2 separate regions of the Rattus norvegicus genome follow, and region 1 is linked to region 2. The links are chromatin contacts, called in public HiChIP or PLAC-seq maps. All regions are on one chromosome and are shown on one strand. Each heading gives the region's core, a stretch centred on a gene start, on an enhancer-like site or on the middle of the called end of the contact. The rest is flanking DNA. Distances are from core to core; before and after follow the strand shown.

Region 1 (2,891 bases), core at 107-2,606, 140 kb after region 2:
GTGGGCTCACAGCCCTCACCTTACCCTCCACCACTCATGACCCTGTATGCTCAAAGGCTCTTTCTTCATTTGCAAATTCGCCTTCTGAGAACATGCTGTTGTGAGGCTGTGGACACATACACACTCACACACACACACACACACACACACACACACACACACACACACACACACACACACACAGATGCACGTATGCATAGGAGCGCAACACTCTTCTATTTCCAGTTCCCACCCCAGCTCTGGACCCCTGGTGTCCAGGATCAGAGTTTTTTCCAGCTGTTCAGCGTAGTGCAACAACATGTCCTTGCCTGACTCTTCCTTGGACCCAGAAGTTGGCCCACAGCCCCCCTGTGGCACTGTCTTCCTCACATTTTGCAATGGCCTGTCAAGCCCTTTCCCTCCATGCCCTCTTTCGCCAGTGTTCCACAGAAGGAAGGCTGCCAAGCACAGTATGTAAAGGGTTCGGGGTCCCTTTGCTTCATATGGGAATTTCATTTCTAAGAATTGGGAAGCCTTGTACTCGCTCGCCCAGACATGACTGTTAATCTTTTCATTGGCAGATCCATTGCTTCAGAATGCCATGGGCAGGGGCAGTTCTCAGCAGCCTTTGGAAAGGTCCCCAAAGCCTATGGCCTGGAGCCCAGGACAGTGTTGCTGGGGACATCTGGAGGGGTGCTGGGGTGAGGGCTGGGGATACATCTTTGCTCCGTCTCTCCCAGTTGACTCTGGCATGCCCTGCTCTGAGAGCTGGTGTAATAAACTGCTAGGTGGCTCCAGGAGTGTGGTGTTTCACAGCTCCTTCCCGACCCCAGGCTGGCCCCTGTGCTCTTGGGCTAAGGACCTCAGAGCAATAGATATTTTCGGTGTGTAACAAGGACAGCAGCGAACGAACAATGCCAAAGTCCCTTCAGCTGGGAAGCTAGGAGCTGTGGAGAAAGAGGAGGGATCTGGGGAGAGAAGATGAGGGGGTGGAGAGCGGGGGAGGTCTGGAAGGGCACTTGGGTGGTTTCTGGGCTCCTTGTGGGAGAGGCAGAGAGCAGGGTGGCTGCAGAACCTGACAGTCTTTAGGTTCTTGAGCACCATGAAATGAATCCACATGCATGTGAAGTCGGGAGACAAGTTCCAAGTTCAAACCATCCCACGCAGTTCAGTCAGCGTCTCTCACCCTCTCCACATCCCATTTCTACTCCACCCTCCAGAGAGTGGCCCCTGATCTTGGGGAAGATACTCACCCCACGACCCATCTTGGGGCAGAGTGGCTGAGGGGACCTAGGCTGGAAAGGTCACCAGGAGGATCCCAAGACCACACCGCCTGTCTGGGGCAGCTGGAGACCCTGGCAGACAGGCAGAGAGAGCCAGAGCAACAGGGTAGCTTTAAATAGGTCCCTCTCCCCCTCACTCCCGCCTTCCCCTTCTGGGGAAAGAAACGTTTGTTGAAACTGGATCCCTGAGGACTCCTCCCCTCCCGCCCCTTTAGCAACTGGCCCAGCTGATGGTCCTGTTTTGTCCCTGGTGTGTCCCCCCCACCCCCCTCAGCTCCTCATCCCATGGCAGCTACAACCAAGAGAGAAGCAAGGGGAAAGGATTAGGGAGGGGGGAGCAGGAAAAAAAAACGAGAAGTGGCCCCTTGAAAGCTAACAGCTCAGGGTCCTAGGACTAACCGCCTATAGTTCTAGGTGAGGAAGCAAGGCTTTAAGAATTCAGCAACCTTAGTGGATAAGACAGAATCTCGCCAAGCTCACATCCAAGCTCCCAGAGGAAGCAACAGCCTGCTCTGTCTGCTGTAGAGGCTGCAAGGACGTTGTGACCAAGAAAGAATTAGAACACAGATGACTCTTATATTTGAAGCTCCTTGCAGGGACCAAAGCCTGGAGGTGCTGAGCCAGGCAAGTCGGACTTGCTGCCCTCTGGCTGCTTCATATACCACCCCGGCCCCACAATAGCTATGAATTTGGCCCAACACATCCTAAACTTACTTCAAACATTGATACTTTGTAACTTTATAGCAATTTTTGTTTGTTTGTTTTTCGACACAGGTTTTCTCTGTGTAGTCTTGGCTGTCCTGGAACTTGCTCTATAGATCAGCCTGGCCTCAAATTCAGAGATCTGGCTGCCTCTGCTGGGATTAAATGAGTGCACCACCACCTCCCAGCGTGATCTTTTTTGTTTGTTTGTTTGTTTGTTTGTTTTTTGTTTTTTGTTTTTTGGTTTTTTGTTTTTGTTTTTGATGGTGTGATTATATAGTTGTCCAGTGTGGTTTGTAGATGATGTGAATGTTGTAGATGGCAACATTGTGACACACCTGCAACCCAGAGAAGGCTACAAGAGTCTCAGCAAGACAGGTAGAAGCAGTTGGGAAGGTAAAGGACAGAAGATATGAAAAGCCAGGAAGGCAGCCCTAGTCCAGCAACGCAGGCATTTGGTAGCATCTTTGCGTTCTGTATGTGGAACAGATGAACCTCCCCTTCACTGCTACAGAGGAGCTCTGGGTGAGTCTGCATCCGGAGGCTGGTGAATGGTATGAGAAGTCAAATCTGGGAGGTGTGGCATTTCTAAGGAGCGTGTGGAAGTCATTATCTCCTCAGATACCAAGGCTGTGGGCTAGAAAGAACAAGGACTTCCTCAGTTCCTTCTGGGAGGAAAGGGACAGGGAGACTCCACTATGAGAGACCTGTGTAATGATGTGGGAGATCCCAGAAGTTGGCCTGGGGAGCGAGAGGGGGCTTCACCTCCAGCTGCAAAGGCGTCTTCAACATTGTTCTCAATAGAAACAGGAAGGGAACAGATAACTTGTGACCGGGCCACCTGCTCCCGTGCTGCTATCGAACATTTGATGAAGAGCAGAAGGGGGTTGGGGACAGAGAGAAGAAAGACTTCTGCCCCCATCTACC
Region 2 (3,042 bases), core at 495-2,994:
TTCTATTAGATTTTTCTGCTACAAATAAATAAGGTGCTCCAGCCTGCTAACTAGGAGTAATCTGGAATCCTAGAATCCTGTATAGATTTCCTTTAGGTGTCAGCACAAAGCTGTGTACAAAAGTCACCTGAAGCCACCAACCTGCAAAGTTTCTTGGGATATCCGTATTTCAGCTGCATTTTCACAACAGCTAAATTATGAATAAACCTGAATATCGGCAGATGAATAAAAAATATGGAACGTATACACAATGGAATCATTCAGCTATGAAGAGTGAAATAGTATTTGCAGATTATAAGCAACATAAATTACCCTCAGAAAGATAAGCATGACATGTCCTCTCCCATATGCAGAATCTGGGTTTAAATTTACGTGTACAGATATCTTAATTACACATACTTATTCATATTTAACAAAGAAGTAGGAAGACTGAGAGGCAAGGAAGAGATATATAAAGAGTGGAAGGGGAGCTAAGAAAAGAGAATGGAGTAAACCCTAATCACAAAAGCTAATGGTAATTATTGGAGGAAGGTAACCAACAAGAAGGGGAAAATGAGTGGGAGGGGACCAGGAATAACCAGGTATTGACACATATATGTATGAAAATGCCACATGGAAACCTATTTTGTTTTGTGTGTATGGGGTGTGTGTGTGTGTGTGTGTGTGTGTGTGTGTGTGTGTGTGTGTGTGTGTGTGTGTTTTGGAGGTGGGGGAAGGACGTATTCTAGCCCAGAACTTACTGTATATCCTGCCTCAGCCTCCTGAGTGCTACTTTGTAATCTATTAGTTTGTATGCTAATTTTAAAAATTAAACTCTTCGGTGTTGAGCGCCTTTAATCCTAATCCCAGCACCTGGGAGGCAGAGGCAAGTGGGTGATCTTTATGAGATCTATACCGTTCCAGGACAGCCAAAGTTGTGTAGAAGGACCCTGTTTCAAATGAATAAATAAATCCAGTTTCTATGCTGTCTCACTCTCACCCCCAGGTCTGGGGTCAAACTTTCCAAACTTTTTAGACCCTTAGGAAGCATTCCAACACTTGGCCAACATCCCCAAACCTACTAAGGCTCTTTTAAACAAATGGACAAATGGGTGCTGTCAGGCAGAAGTGACCCTCGACAGAAGGCCTCTTAAACCACTGAAGGAAGTGCAGTCTTGAGCCTCAAAGGGGAAAGGGGTTTTGCTTTGTTTCTTTTTTTTTTTTTTTTTTTTTTTTTTGTGGTTCTTTTTTTCGGAGCTGGGGACCGAACCCAGGGCCTTGCGCTTCCTAGGTAAGCGCTCTACCACTGAGCTAAATACCCAGCCCCTTGTTTCTTTTTTAAACAAGAAAAAAATTGTGGCAAGATTTAGAACCTCAGGCATAGAGGACTAGTAGTTTGCCTGCCAGTCCCTTTGGAATGAGTGAGGTTCGTTTTCCATCACAACGCTAAGGAGCCCCTAAATCGCATGTGTTTTGAATACCAGGAGAAAAGCCATCACTCTGAAACTACGAAAACAACTTGACTCCTCCGCCCCGCGCACGCGCCCCTCGCTGCTTCGGTTGGCCTTAGGCTCCGCCCCCTGTGCGGCCACCAGGAGGGTTGGGAGCCCAGAGCTCGCGGGACCGCTCTCGCTCAGTCGCCTCCAGCACAGCGTCGCAAACCCCGCCGGAAAGCGTGACGGCGCAGGCGCAGGCGCGGAGACCCGAGACGGTGGTGGTGGCTGCCGCTGGCCAGTGTAAGATGGCGGCGGCGTTGGTGGCGGCAGTGGACGGGGCGGCTGGGCCTGGAACAGTTGGAGCATCCGCTGGCAGAAGGATGACCCTAGATGGGAAGCGGGCTGCCGGGCCTCGCCAGCTCCCGTGCTTGTAACTGCCCCAGCCGGACGCCCTCCCCTTGACCTACCGGGTCCGTGTTTAGTCCGGCTCGGCCTGTTTCCCCTCTCCCTGACTGCTCTCCCGCAGGACAGGCCCGATCCCTTTCCTAAAACTCCCAGACTTTAGGTCTTATTCCCCTTCACCCGCGTCAGTGCTGGGAGGACTACCTGTCCTTTGCCCGGGTCAGTCTGGGTTGCCCCCTAGGGCACCCCCATGATTCACAGGGACTTCTTGTTCGTCCGGTGACCTATTCGTAAACTCTCATTTCTTCTTCCTTTATAATTTGGGGACCCGGCTCTGTCTGTGTCTCCTAGTCACTTCAGGGCCACCGCGCAATGTGCCCCTTCCCCCATCCCAAGTTCTCAGGCCCAGCACCTCGTACGGAAGGCCGAGGTCCAAGAAACTGGCAGCCTGTTCTTGAGTGCTTTGTGATCTAGTTCTCTTAGCGTACCTGCCCCTGTCCCGAAATCTTTTAGGACACCTTAGAACGGTCCCGCTTGGTCCTTATTAGTTGGAAAGCATCTGGTGGCTTGAATTTCTGACTCATGATTGTTGGTGTAGTCTGTAAACAAACCCGCACTAGAGCTATCACATTCTCCCCCGGATTCTCCCCTCCCCCACTGCTCTGTAGTTTGTCGAGAGGGGTGGTTTGGTTTAGAGTTGAAAAGATGCAGGTTTTCCTCATAAGTGACTTTTTAGTGTTGGTGGAGCTGGGAGATAATTTGCCTGGCGTTTAAATCTTGTGTTAATCCTTTGTGTTTCCATTACTGGCATGGGTTTTGTTCAGTAGTCAGAATTGAATTCGGTAAGTTATTTTGGTTTTAAATAGTTCTGAGGAGACAAAAAAAATAGTAAAGCGTGGTCATAAATATTTTGGGTACGTTCGGAAGAGACACCTTTGCCATGTAAACTTTAACTTTTCTCAGTTCTTCAGCGAACCTTCAGACCAGTTTTCTCAGGATCGTGGGCCAGACTTCGGTCGGCGATAAAAACAGCAAGGTGAGTGGCTTTGAAGGCATTTAATTCCTCAATTCAAGACCTGTTCTTGATGTGTAAGTGCAGACCACTAAACTCAACAGTTTTACCCCCGTTTCCAAAAGTTTGGATATTGTTCACAGCTTTGTTATAATTTTGGTTAAATTACTTACAAAATTTAATTGGCTGTGTTTCGACCTGCTGCCCTGTACT

The links. HiChIP or PLAC-seq counts read pairs in DNA pulled down with a chosen protein or histone mark.
Region 1: an H3K27ac HiChIP or PLAC-seq map of oligodendrocytes shows a contact between it and region 2, with 5 times the contacts expected there. The contact joins the promoter of Atp1a2 here to the promoter of Dcaf8 in region 2. A contact is called at or near these places in 1 of 12 Hi-C or Micro-C datasets (hepatocytes) and 1 of 1 datasets of contacts at active chromatin or transcription factors (oligodendrocytes).

What each region holds. Positions count from the first base shown.
Region 1 is chr13:87,285,555-87,288,445 of GRCr8, forward strand. Atp1a2 (ATPase Na+/K+ transporting subunit alpha 2) reads right to left here and starts at 1,357. Exons shown (of 23, transcript NM_012505.2): 1 at 1,233-1,357. The coding sequence starts at 1,244. It also overlaps a transcript of Igsf8 not described here.
Region 2 is chr13:87,140,927-87,143,968 of GRCr8, forward strand. Dcaf8 (DDB1 and CUL4 associated factor 8) reads left to right here and starts at 1,745. Exons shown (of 14, transcript NM_001014231.1): 1 at 1,745-1,885; 2 at 2,781-2,853. It also overlaps a transcript of Pex19 not described here.